Linked DNA regions of Gasterosteus aculeatus: region 2 is linked to region 1. A link is a contact called in public Hi-C data. All regions are on one chromosome and are shown on one strand. Each heading gives the region's core, a stretch centred on a gene start, on an enhancer-like site or on the middle of the called end of the contact. The rest is flanking DNA. Distances are from core to core; before and after follow the strand shown. Region 1 has its middle 39 kb from the start of LOC120828510. Region 2 overlaps LOC120827769 (a long non-coding RNA gene).

Region 1 (2,700 bases), core at 151-2,650:
CTAGTGTATTCTAACAGTAGTCCGACTACTTTCTTCGACACACGGACTACAAACGGACGAGGGTCTCTGGTGATACTTTAAGCAGGGTGTAAAGAAGCGATGCTTAATGCTTGTTTATACCTACAGCTGAAGTAAATTATATGACTCAGACCACTTTTTTTCGGATCCCTTTTTTCTTTGTAAAATGTCTTCTCGTATTACAATAGCTTTCCCCTGAAATAGGATATTATAATATACCCACACAACAAAAACAAAACATAAACAAATCTTTCCCTAGGAGCTGGTTTGTGTCCAAAACGTCCTTTCTTCAGCTATACACCAAATACATGCCAAAGGGCAGTAAAAATGTGACGCAAGTTAATAACATCAAGTTAGTGTTTGTCTGCGTGTGTCCAATATTCTGGCAGGCAGCGCAATTACACGTCTTGAAGAATAAAGGGTTTTGATGTGGAGGGCCGAGCACTTTGAAGAAGCAATTGAGCAGTGAAAGGACACTTTGACAGGTGTATTATTAATGGGGACCAAAGCCACACACGCTGCTGTTTCAGGGACGAGCCGAGGGTGGAACAACTACATGAAAAAAGTTTAGGGGAAAAATGTAAATCTATGTCACGGCCGGGACCATTGTTTATGTTGAAGGACTCTCACTCAGTCTTTTAGAAGCTATCAGTGACATCATCTGAGAGACAGGGCTCTTGCTGATAACCTATGACCCCTATGCATCAAACAGCCATCACTCAATTGGTGAAAAAAGAAATATTGAAACTTGGGTGAAGGTAGGTAAGGGTGGGCAGGGTTATTGAGACTGTATTCATTATAAGTAATTTTGTATTTTAGGTTTTTATTTTATTTTATTTATTCATATTTATTTAAATGGGAGAGAATCTTGATCTAAAATTGTCACTAAAATGTGATGCTAAAATTGATCTTTTTCTCTTATGTTTATTTTAAAATGGACCGTGACCAATGCCGAAGGTCATTTTTGGTTCTTGAAGCAAAACTTCAATGTATAAATGCACTGTATTAACCCATTGCAAACGTGTTATATGTGTTATTTTCTGCAGTAGTCATCAAGGGCTACTCTATGAAACCAGTGTGTATTAGTGAAACCGGAAAGCGTGAGGCTTCAAAAAATGAATATGTGCATACATACATGTATGCATTCACATGTGCATGTGTCAACTGACTGCATATGAACCATGTTGGCTGGTCAGAAAGCCAATTAGTGCTTGAACTTTTTTGCCCCATCTCAAGAACAGGGGCAGGACACATCTGGTGTCAATACATCTTAATAAGTTATTGTAATTCTCCTTTTCCTGCGCTGAACATGCTGGGACAGAGGTCTATTTAAAACGTGTCTAGCAGAATGAGAATCTGTTTGAATGGAGCCAGATTGCCATCACTTGATCGGCATTGGTACTGCAGGTAAGGCACATTACCTTTTTTATTTAATTTTGCAAGGCAATAAAGTTGTGGCTCAACTTTTAATCATTGTTAAAATCACACCTCCTGTAGAAGGAAAAGAGAGACTTTTTAATTGTGTTTTCAGTGAGAGAAATCTAATAAGAAACAGTTTTATGCATCTGCACACATACTGGCTCTCTGCACGATGTATTTATTTTAATGTAGTTTCTATTCAAAAGTTCCAAAATGTCAACCAATAGCCGGGTACCTCACACTGTGTGCTAAGAGTTGGTTTATAAAGCTATTTATTAAACCTTTTGCCCCTAAAAAAGCAGAAGGAGACCTGGTTGAGGCCATGAAACAGTATGCTGATATGGTCCCACATGGGATTTATTGTCCTATTGAGTGTTGTTTCAGTATATGTAACGCTTCATTTTCAGCAGTTTGAGATTCCTTTGAGTTTGTGCTTTACATAAATGTTTTGGTATAATTCTTGATCATTTGGTCCTCTGCATTTGTTTTGTCTCTAACTTTAACAGATGTTTGGGGGGATAAAGACATGATCAGTGAAAGATTTTGGAATTTTCAAGCTGCTTCAAAAATTATGATTAAAACATCAGACAGAGAATAAAGCTTCCAAAACTTCTACGGCTGGCCAATATTTTATGAAACAAAACCAAATATTGAGGTAAAAGATACCAAATCATTGGATGCCAACGGTTACGCCCTCCATCTCCACAGGTATGCTGCATAATGGCTCTTAAATGTATCAAACATAGCTGCATTTATTTCTTTATTTAGACTGCTGAGTACATGTATGGTATAGTATAGTGAGCCATATTACAAAGATCTGCTGAAAACCCAGAGCTCCTCGAAGCTGACACAGAGGAAGTCAAGCAGGCTTTCCCATTAACGCAGCTGCCATCACATCTCACCAACTTGATTATTTACAGGGGACACAAACGGTGACACGAGCCCGTCCAACAGCTCTCCGGTCACCTTCGGACCGATACGAAAGCTGTATCTGTAGGAGAAGAATTTAGCTGACATATTGGTTCAATATATTGACACCTTGAGGAGTTGTAGCGCTGACAGATCCACCAAAAGCACGGGGAGGGATAAGGGCTTCCTCCCCTTGGAGCACCCCCCCCCCCCCAACCCCCCTCCACCCGACCATTGGGACACATATATAATACCTTCTCCCTGCAGCTGTTGAACATGTGGATTTCCAGGCAGCTCAGCTAAAAACATGGAGACGGTGACACATTCACACCTGTTCACACCGGCGGCACTGGC
Region 2 (2,700 bases), core at 34-2,533, 160 kb before region 1:
ACTGACCACACTTCTGGCAGGAGAATTTCCTTTCTCCCCATTTCGCCTCTCAAATACGTCCCCTTCCACCCAACCGGTGACCACATATGTCCTTTACTCTGCTGGGTGTCGCTTCCCCCCCCCCCACTCTGACAAGTCACACCTGCACAAGTTAGCAATCCTTATTCAGGAGTTTGCTCCCGTTTAAAAAACAATTCCATTCACTCCACCCTTTCATTCTTCCCGTTTCCTTGGTTCTCAGTGTGAAGGATAAAAGAGACATTTTCAGTGTGAAGAGGAGCGTGAAATTCCCTCTGTGACCTCCCCGGGACACAGCAGACCACCGGGCTCCTCACGCGACGTCTCAGTGCTAGTGTGGATGATCCGTGTAAAGCTCTGCGACAGATTTGAATGTCTCTGTTTCACTTCTTTCTTTGAGGGAGACCGAATGAGGTTGAGCTGCACTGCTTCTCACACAAGAAGTGTAATTGTGTCGGAGCGGTGCACAGAAATGATCGTGTCCGATAAAAGCAGCAGGCCCCTGAGGCCCGGCGCCCCCCCGGTGTGTAGGCCTGTGAGTCAGGTGGTCGTCCCTGATCTTCTGACGGACTCAGCGTGGAAGCGGCTGTCTGTGTCCCTGACCAGAGGAAACAGAGAAGCCCGCTGGGGCAAAGCGCTGTGACGCCTCCGGAGGTCGGCCGTCATCGCGAGGCGTCGCTCGTCCAACGGGCTGTGAAGGAGAAACAAGACAATCCTGCACTTCATCGGCATGAGGATTGAAATGTCTGCACTGGCTAATAGGCTGCGTGGAATAGTGTCAGGCCAAACAAACATATTGACGTTGACTGTTAGTGTAGGGTTGGGGTTTGTGTATTTGTTGGAGTCTGCTGCGCCCTTGTGGACAATGTAGGCGGTGACAGAATAATACTTTACTGGGTCGCATATTCTCTGTTTGCCACTAAAGATCTGTGGCGCCAATGGACAACCTGAGCAAGGACAGAATCAACGTTTGTGTTTACAATAATAACAGTGAAGCTATTTAATAATCACAAATTGAATGATTCATGGTCATATGGAAAACAGTTATGTATTTATTCTAGGCAAACGTTTGCCTAAATTGCACAGAATCTAATCATAATTCCTATTTTGCACTACATTTACATTGTGCTGTTATATTACTACATAATAAGGAATGTCTCTCACCTTGAAATATAATTCATTTTACATTCTCTAACAGCACTGTTGACAGATTATAAGATTAAGCATAATAGTACGTGTACAACTCATCACACCGTTGTACGGATCTCTTAACATATAGTACACTCCCTGGAACCACATTTAGGTCACTTTACAGTAACTTTATTAGATGTTTATTCACGCCGCCTATATGAGCTACACATTTAATTTGAAAGCAAAAACAATTGATACAATTAAGTCTTTTCTGAATGTTTGCAAGGTCTAAACTGTAATATTTATATTTCACATACTTTTTTGTGTTACTCATTGTAACGTGTGTTAGTATATGAAATGCCTGGCGTTGGTTTTCCTGTTCAGGAGGACGTTTTAATGTTATAATATATAAGCATTTCGATATAATTTCCACCTACACGCCTTTAGGCAACGGAGGCATGTCCTAATCCTCAATAACCACTAGAGGTCAGTGTTGGATCCTTGTTTGGAGACATGCAAGAGGAATCCACTGATTTCTTTACTTAATGTAGCAAAGTACAATTAAATGTACCCTGGTTATCAAATATGATATAATATTTTTTTTTATTATTTTTAAATTTCACATTAGTTGGGAGAACTGAATAGTGTGGAACATGTTACGTGTTGCTGGATTTGATCCGATAATGAAACCCAGCAACATATCACTTGTCAACGCTTTGCTATAAGTAAAGTTTTGAGAAATGATAATGAAAATAGGCTAATGGTGTGGATATTATACTGTTTATAGTAATATATCAAGATAGACATCGTTCCACAGTCGGGATCCTCCAAATAACAAAGTAAAAACCATAACCATCAATGTCAGGAAAGTCCAAGTCGTCAGTAATGTCAGTAATTTGGTCAAAGGCTAAAGCGCTTATAATGTCATCAGTAGACATTTAGAAAACATTTGTACGGTTGCCTGGCGTGTGCAAAGGGAGCTTCGGTAAACTGTATTTAAGTACGAACATATAGCCGTGTGTCATGCACATAAATAAAGCTTCAGAATGATCTGGCTGAGGGAGAATCATGTTTATAGACAACAGCAGAAGCCCAATAATCAACCCACCACAAGGCCACAAGATGAAAATGAGTCACAGAAGAAAGGACATTTAATAGCAGAGAAAGTTCTATTGGAGAGGTGAGAACGCAGCGGGTTCCTTTTGTACTAACGCAGGTTTCCAGACGGTACAGGAGCACAGAGTGATCGATTTGTGTTGAAAGCTGCTCTCGAAACGGATAATATGGTAAAAAATTGCAGCACTGAAGATAAAAGGTGGTGATTTAGTAACTGGGCTGTGATTGTAGAGTGATAAAGGATCAACATTATTCATCTTGTTTACATTTCATCATGAGCGGTTGAATAGTTGCTTGCACAAAACAATTTGGAAAGATGTCGTGGGAGAACTGAATAATCACAATAAAATAAATTGTGTGATAAATAAAGGAGTAACTTGTCAAAAATACATGTGCAGGATTTCACCCTGGAAACTAATTCACTATGTCAACGTA

The links. Hi-C and Micro-C count contacts between places; a contact is called where the count stands out from the background.
Region 2: a contact with region 1 is called in a Hi-C map of liver, with 9 times the contacts expected there. The contact joins two enhancer-like sites. A contact is called at or near these places in 5 of 6 Hi-C or Micro-C datasets (liver, skeletal muscle, tail fin and 1 more).

The regions. Positions count from the first base shown.
Region 1 is chr11:10,890,946-10,893,645 of fGasAcu3.hap1.1, reverse strand. No RefSeq gene overlaps it. Among protein-coding and RNA genes, the nearest start is that of LOC120828510, 39 kb to the right of the region's middle. Within about 2 kb of position 1,400, at least 1 of the 9 cell types and tissues checked has open chromatin away from gene starts, as enhancers often do.
Region 2 is chr11:11,052,979-11,055,678 of fGasAcu3.hap1.1, reverse strand. The region is part of intron 1 of LOC120827769 (a long non-coding RNA gene); the gene reads left to right. Among protein-coding and RNA genes, the nearest start is that of LOC120827769, 5.8 kb to the left of the region's middle. Within about 2 kb of position 1,283, at least 1 of the 9 cell types and tissues checked has open chromatin away from gene starts, as enhancers often do.